2 separate regions of the Xenopus laevis genome follow, and region 2 is linked to region 1. Evidence: chromatin contacts called from public Hi-C data. All regions are on one chromosome and are shown on one strand. The core of a region is the stretch at or near the end of the contact, and the rest is flanking DNA. Distances in the headings are between cores, read along the strand shown.

Evidence for each region. A called contact is a pair of places that touch in the nucleus more often than the background predicts.
Region 2: a Hi-C map of the XTC cell line shows a contact between it and region 1, with 3 times the contacts expected there. The contact joins the promoter of LOC108709904 here to the promoter of map3k12.S in region 1. A contact is called at or near these places in 2 of 4 Hi-C or Micro-C datasets (the XL177 cell line and the XTC cell line).

What each region holds. Positions count from the first base shown.
Region 1 is chr2S:138,416,574-138,420,711 of Xenopus_laevis_v10.1, reverse strand. It overlaps map3k12.S (mitogen-activated protein kinase kinase kinase 12 S homeolog), which reads right to left and starts at 2,394. Exons shown (of 14, transcript NM_001100941.1): 1 at 2,122-2,394.
Region 2 is chr2S:138,544,524-138,548,829 of Xenopus_laevis_v10.1, reverse strand. LOC108709904 (anti-Muellerian hormone type-2 receptor-like) reads left to right here and starts at 2,296. Exons shown (of 11, transcript XM_018250154.2): 1 at 2,296-2,683; 2 at 2,760-2,936; 3 at 3,514-3,648. The coding sequence starts at 2,623.

The sequences.
Region 1 (4,138 bases), core at 1,145-3,644:
GGGCCCACTGACACCTGGGCCCACCAGGAGTTTTCCTGGTATCCCTGTGGGCCAGTCCGACACTAGCTTTAAGAATTCTACAATAATGTATTTTGTGGGGTATTTACATAAATATTTTGCACCCTACATAATATTGTAAATTATTGAGAGCAAGTATGTATATTGTAAGATTAGGCATACTCAGCCTGTCCATCTGTGACTTATCATATAAACAGTTTGTCATGTTCAGCATTAGATCCTTTCTCAAACACACAAGATAAAAGCTGCCAAGCCATCGCTCTGTGCTCACACTGCCAAGAACCTTCTCCTACACAAATTCAAGCGAGCATGATATCTACTAGAGACGTGCTTTATAAGAAAGCAATGGAACACACATTCCTTTGACTGATCCATATGCGGCCTGCACACAGTAACACACAGGGCTGGTTTTAGGGTAGACCCACATGACAGGGGTCACTTGGGGGGGTGTTTATATTAATTGTATGACCAGTTCTTCTTCAGTATAAATTACAACTCCCAGCATCCCCATGACAGTTAGAGGCAAACAGCTGGAGGGTTGCAGCCTAGATATTCCTAAATTAACAATACACACAAATATATCAGGCAATGGTATTTTATATGTACAGAATCATACCGACATGCAGAAATCCATAGTGTATCCAGAGACATACAAGCCATGTGTAAACAAACAAAATAGCATTTATAAGCAAACAAGTAAAGTACAGATAGTTACCAGTGTATTTCTATACAATATACCCCCTCCCCACACACATACATTTAGTCCAGGCAGTGGATATAAGCAGAGACATACAAAAACCCATGAACAATCCGTGTAACCTTTTTCATTCATCGCACCCCCCCTACTCTTTGGATAGGTTTCTACTGCCCCTTCATGGCCAGTCATGGGATTGCTCCAGCAGCACCACAAGCAAATGATTCCAGAGCTGAGCACATTTATTATAAAGCAACAATCCAACATTCGGAAGAAAAGAATCTCCAGGCGCTTTTAAAATAATTAATATCGGTTTCCGTGCATTTGGATTAAAATAAACAAGAGAAAGCTCTGCATATTTCCCAGGGCATATTCTCAAGTTCTATGAAACCTTTCCGCTGTATGCTGTTTGTTTACGCATCTTCTATGTGCAACCATTTTTCCTTATCTCCGTTGCTATTTATAACCTGCCTACATCTATGCTCTCACCTGCCTACACAGGCACCAGTTCTACTGCACTGGACTCAGTACCCCTGCCATGATGGTACATGCCTAGTGCTTCTTATCTATGGCTGGCAGCTCTCTGTAGCACTAGTGCAGGGGTGTCCAAACTGCGGCCCGAGGGCCACATGCGGCCCAGGATGCATATGAATGCGGCCCATCTTGAAACGCTTGGTTCCAGAGGAAATAGGAGGAGGGGGGGTTCTGCCCATTGCCCAGTTAGTAATAATAATATACAGTAATAATAAGTCTATTTAATATCCAGGTGTCCCATATTCCAGTGTATAGCTCCATCTGGTTATCCAACTGGTATTGTAGTTCTTTCCTGTGTATTTCCTTTACTCTTACAAATCAAACGTGTTTTTGTGTATTTCATGTGTGGCCCCAGACAATTTTATCATTTTCCAATGTGGCCTGGCGAGCCAAAAGTTTGGACACCCCTGCACTAATGGATAGGTCACTGGGGGGGGGGGGTAGTGGGATAATGTAACAGACCTCAGGCCTTTCCCTGATTTTTCTGCATTTATGTGTGATTTATAGTCTCTCACTGCCTGTTGGTCTGGGCTGTAATAGTGCCCAGGGTAACACACACACACATATATATATATATATATATATATATATATATATATATATTTATATACTAGTCATGGCTGGTGCAGGCCTGCAGCACATACAGAGGGCTACATAATGCAGCTTCATCCCATATCAGCAGCAGCACACAACGATGTTATATATCTATATCTACACACAATACACAGTACAATATACACAATACACAGTACAATACACAGTACAGAGCACAAGCCATTCCCCCTGTACATGATGTGCTACATGAGAAGGAAGGAGAATAAACTGAAAGCTATGGAGAACCAATAGAGCAATCTCTGCAGCCTCCTCTCTCTCACCTGTAAGCCAGCGCTCCAGAGACGTCTCGGGATGTGTCGCCAGTCGGTGTCCGTGTGTCTCGCTGCCTCAGTCGCACAATAGTGTAGGAGACGCCTGTCCCTGGGGCCTTCTGTCACTGCTTCTGCCTGGTCCCCATCTGGCTAATTGTAGTGTCAGGGAGAGGGATGGAGAGACAGCTGTGAGGGGGATGGGGAGGATGAGACTGCAGACCCCCAGTTCTCCCCTGTGATAGGACTGACACAGAGACCAGCGGTGCACCGAACTGATGCTTTAGGGGTGGGGGGGGTTTCGCGTGTTAAAGGGGGAGGGACAGTAAGATAGACACGCCCACCCATCTACGCATCCCAGCGGAGGTTAGTCACGCCCAAAGCAGCAGCATTAACCCTGTTCAGGACCAAGGACAGCGGCTGTAGATGAAGGTGACGTTGCGGTGCAGTTAGCGCCACATTAGCGCTCTCTATGTCGCTATGCCCGTGTCATTGATCGAATTAAGCTTCTGCTAGGATAGTAATGGATTCCTATATCCCAATGAACCAGTGTATTGCTGAAATGTAAGTGGCAGCCCATCAGATTTATAGATGCGATGCTGGGACTTTGGAACCCAATGCAAGGGTCACTCCAGGGCAGGTCTGGACTTGGAGTCAAAATAGGCCCAGGCATTTCAGGTACACAGAGGCCCAATCAGCTCACCATCAGACCACTAAATAGGGACTTTCTACGGCATCTTATGGCAGCCCCTCTGGCATTTGCCAGAACTCACAGATGGCCAGTCTGGGCCTGCTCCAGGGCTGTAACTACAGATAAAGCAGACCCTGCAGGACGAATAGGGGCCCCATTATGCCCTAATTAATTCATATGCAATTTCAATAAATAATGGTAAAACGTCAGCCATTTTGGGGGGCCTGAGAAATAATTTGCTGTGGGGCTGATTCAATGCTGAGACAATAAAGTGACCCTTTGCATTCTGCAATATTTTCTGAAAGTGCCCACTACTCCACTTTCCAAAAATCTTCTTTGCGTCTTATACAGGTGACGCTGCTGCCCACCACTAGTTCTGGCCCTGACATGTAGCTCTGATGTAAGGGCTCTTTCTCTCCAGCTCTGCACTGGGATTCAGATTATGACTTGCCATTTCTAGAACACAGAGGCCTAATAAATAGTGAGTGTCTATGGAATCTGGCATTTGCCACTATTAACAGATTGACAGTGTGGGCCTGTTTCCCATATACAGATTTTGGAGGCAGACACCATCACTCTTGGCTCATTGAGCAGCCCGTGGTCTGTATATAATGCCAGCAACATGGCTTTCCTCTGAAAAATGTCATTAGCCCAAGGAAAGGCAGTCAGTCATATGGTCCAGTCAGTCATTTGGTCCAACTCGATGTACTGGATTGTGTATACGACACCCAAATGTGAGTTCAGCAAAAGCCAATATATGGGAATGTCACTGTGTTTTGAGTATTTACATCTAATTCCACTACAGTTGATCCAAGTGCATTTTCACTGGTGTGTGTGTGTTAGGAAACATATAGGCCTCGTGATCATTTAATATTATTTTGTTCGACTTGCTAGAATGAGATTAAAGGGATTCTGTCATGATTTTTATGGTGTCGTTTTTATTTCTAAATTACACTGTTTACACTGCAAATAATTCACTCTACAATATAAAATTTCATTCCTAAAACATCAGGTGTATCTTTTTTAGTTGTAATATTGGTGTGTAGGCGCCATCTTAGCTCATTTCTCCTGGCCATGTGCTTTCAAAAAGAGCCAGCACTTCAGGATGGAACTGCTTTCAAAAAATTGTATGTGTGTGGATTCGGTTACTTCTTTTCACTGTTTCTAACGGACCTTGCCCGGTCTATGTAAGTCCAGCACCACCATAAGCAGGGAGAGTGAACTACAGGTGTGTGGAGGTTACAATATATGGAACTGCTATCAGACAGGCTATTGTTTCTCCTACTCAATGTAACTGAAGGTGTCTCAGTGGGACATGGATTTTTACTATTGAGTGCT
Region 2 (4,306 bases), core at 1,047-3,546, 130 kb before region 1:
ATGATTCTAGGGGGCCCCTTAACAATGAATGTCTGTAAAAGCACAAATAATAGATTATATGCAGCAGACTTTATTCCAATCTTGCAAGGTGCCCCCCACCAACCTTGTAGGAGGTATAAATTGTTTTAGTATAACACAAACTTTCATATTCTGAGACAACCTTCAGTCTTCATTTTGTGGTTCTGCTTGTGTTTTTAATTATTTAGGTTTTTGCTCTATGTTGCTAGGGGTCCAGTTTACCCTAGCAACCCAGCAGTAGTACAAAAGTTTAAATGAGCGACTAGAAGCAGGATAGCAGAGGCCCTAAATGGAATGCAAAGTATCAATAACTAAAAACAGCCTCACAGTTTATAGACTGCCAGAATCAGTGACTTTAAAATTGGAAAGAGGCAGAATAAATCAAAAATTATTTTAAAATATGAAGACCAATTGAAAAGTTCTATATTGCTTGTCATTTAAGTCTGGGATCCTAAACTGGCACCATGCTCTCTCATTTAGGAAACAGTACATTTCACAACGTGAATGTGTATTCTTAAGGTTTGTGCACACTTTTTTTTTAATGTGTTTCACACGCATTTGAGATGCAGGTTTAAGTGCACCTACGCGCATCTCCTAACTGATTAACTGTTATTTTCTGCCTGATTCTAGTACTCTGCTTTTTATCTCATTAGGTTTTTTCACATTTTTGTAGATGTAATTTGCTGCATTTTCTTGAACTTGACCCACATTCATGTGACATTAAATTATAGGGTTGTATTTGGAAATGACAAAAACACATGTGCAAATATATGTAAACACAATAAATGCATTTTTATGCATTCAGTGCAAGTCTGTAAACACACAAAAAAAGCCTGCCTGTAAGAGCCATTAAGGGCATACGTATGTCTACAAGTGCAATGGGCACTGTGGCAGTTTTTCCCAAAATTTGAGCATCATTACGTCCTCAAGGGATGACATCACCTACTGTAATTGTGTCCGATTTTGCATGCACTTCATCACAAATCGTGCACAAGTACCTTTAATGACATTGGTGTAATGCGCAACTGACTGCAGGGAAATTATGGGGACCGCAACTACGCTGGAGTCTTTAGTTCATGCGTTTGGGTAGGACTACATGGACATTTTTGGCCCAACCCGACGCACTGTGACAAAATGCATGCGACAAATAGCGTGCGAAATGAGGTAAGAGATAGAAATGTCAGATGAAGTCGCAGCATTGATTTGACGCGACTGTCGGATGCAGATTCTGTCATGATTGGGATTCTGCCATGATTTTTAAGATGTTGTTTTTATTTCTAAATTACACTGTTTACATTGCAAATAATTCACTCTACAATATAAAATTTCATTCCTGAACCAGCAAGTGTATTTTTTTAAAAGTGTAATATAGGTGTGTAGGCAGCCATCTCCGGTCATTTTGCCTGGGCATGTGCAGAAAGAGCCAGTGCTGCCCTGTGGAACTGCTTTCTGGCAGGCTGTTGTTTCTCCTACTCAATGTAACTGAATGTGTCGCAGTGGAACCTGAATTTTACTATAGAGTGTTGTTCTTAGATCTACCAGGCAGCTGTTATCTTGTGTTGGGGAGCTGCTATCTGGTTACCTTCCCATTGTTCTGTTGTTAGGCTGCTGGGTGGAAGGGAGGGGGGTGATATCACTCCAACTTGCAGTACAGCAGTAAAGAGTGACTGAAGTTTATCAGAGCACAAGTTACATGACTGGAGGCAGCTGGGAAACTGACAATATGTCTAGCCCCATGTCAGATTTCAAAATGAAATATAAAAAAATCTGTTTGCTCTTTTGAGAAAATGATTCAGTGCAGAATTCTGCTGGAGCAGCACTATTAACTGATGCATTTTGGAAAAAAACATGTTTTTCCCATGACAGTATCCTTTTAATTCTGTGCTGGTGATTTCTGTGCTATACACAGGGGAGGAGGCATATGGCTTTAAGGGTGTGTCTTAATATGACAACTTTTTCAAATATGAGTGATAAGTGATATCCCTGCAGTGCGCACCAACCATTTGGTTGTTTGGTGTGTTACCACCATTAATGTTAATATGGTCTTAATAGATCTTGGGATAACATGGGTGTGGTTTAAAGTGGCTATTGTTTAAAAACTGGCAAAAGTCAACACTTCCATTATTGTCCCTCCACCACTTAGGCCAGAAAAATTCCAGCTCTCGGTACTTGTAGGCAAAATCCCTGTTATAGTATATGCGACACAGTGCAAAGCAATAGGAATAGGAATGAATGTAGCATGCTAGTGGGAAGAGCTGGCCTGAAAGAACAGAGCAAAAATGCCCAGCAGCATATACATTCGCTTATATGAACCTAATTCTGTGTTCTTAAATATTAGGGTTCAAGCTTGCCTCAGTGTGCTCCCAAAGCAGCACTCCCCCCAACATGTACAAAGGCCTAAGATACGCCCCACAGCTAAAATCCTTGACTTTCCTCCTCCCATGTGCAACTCCTCCACCTGCTGTGTGCCCGGAACTGTAGATAGCCCAGCAGTAGGCAAAGTGATAAAGACAGACTGTTCTCATGATGAGGATGAGTTTGATCTAACGGCAAACTCTTAGAAATATTAGGCGAAGGAAACGGTTATATCAACATCTAATAGGAATGTCTCATGGCAAATTATTATTGAACTTTCTTCTGCTTAGCTCTGCATTAACTCTACCAGGTGAGGTTCATCCTAGCAGTGCAATAAGGTATAACCTGTGAATTTGCATTACCTGATTCTCCTCCACACCCTCCAGTTGTCCACCTTGAAGGCATCACCTGTGCGTTATATGAGAACTCCTCTTCCAGTGTCAGCTTCCCTGTCTCCAACTTTGGGGAGCTACAAGGACCCGGAAAGATATACTGCAAGGAGAGCAATTGTTGTGTGGGTCTATGGAGTCTGTTCAGTGGGGAACTTCAGCCAGTCATATTAGGTAAGACTTGTTTAGTAGTGATCTCTGAATATATGTCTTATTTGAATTGCACTGAAATATATAGGAGCACAGAGGGCCTTCTTTTGTTGTTAAGTGTGGGTATTGCCTTGGCCCATATTCTGCAAAGATTCCAGGAAAAAAGTGTACCCGGTGGCCAAGTTATCATAAAAAGTGAAGTCTTTAAAAAAAATGAAAGTTGAATGTGTTTCATTTTGCCAAGAAATAAAGTCTACACAAACCATTTCCTGGACATGAGAGTGCCCACAAAAAAAAAAATAATTTTCAGTTGCTTTCTAAAACTGATATGAAATGTATGTTCTGAATGTAGCTGTGTTTATAGTGTTCCTCTAGTTTAATGCATGGCTCTGCAAAAATAGTGAACAGCTATCATTTTTATTTTATTGCCATCTCCTAGCCTCTCCATCCTGCCCATGGATGATGAAGGATGTTGGTCTTGTTCATTACAAGGAAAGAGGCGCAAGCCTGACCTCCCTGCCTAATGTGTAACCTGAAACAACATTTTAGGGAATCTTACGATGCTTCTGCTTATATTTCATGTCTTTGTGTGTTTATAAAGGCTGCTATCCAAAAAATGCCGTGTGCAGGTCAGCACTCTGCAATCCCGTGAGAATCCAGTCCCAGTATCACTGCTTCTGTTCATCAGACATGTGCAATGCAAACATTACCCATCCCCAAAAACCCATGATCTCCCGTGAGTATAAATATATATATATATAGGTCCTTGGGGTGGTGGCTAGTGCTGTTCTCAAGGGGAGGCCTTGGTAGGGCTGTGGGTGCTGAAGAAGCGTGGGCAAGGGGAATGCTGGTTTCATTTTGACATTCACATTTCTGGAGACATGAATAATATGCTTTGTGTGATTGTTAGCTTAAAGAGACACTAACATATATAATAACTTAAGGGTGTCACAATTTATTAGACATTTGAACATTAGGGAGGAGGGCACTGCATTATGCTCCAGTTCCTGCTAGGCTTTAGCCCACTTATGTACAATACACTGATAAGGAAGTAACGATATAGAACAAAAATAGCTACCTCACCATGCAAAAATAAATGCTATTGTTATGCATTATTTATAATATGCAGTGCATTACAGAGATTATACATCATTCCTTGTCCCTGTGGAGCTTACAATCTTAGGTCCCTATTGCTTTCACATAACACGCTAAAATCATGTTTACCAGCAGCTAATCAATTTGCAATTGCTTTTATATTATTATTTTTTTAATTATTATTTATTTAATGATTTTGTTTTCTTCTGTTCGGCAGCTTTCCATTGTGGCATTTCATCGGCTATTTAGTTGCTTGGGTCCAGTTTACCCTAGCAACTAGTTAGTGATAATGTAAAATG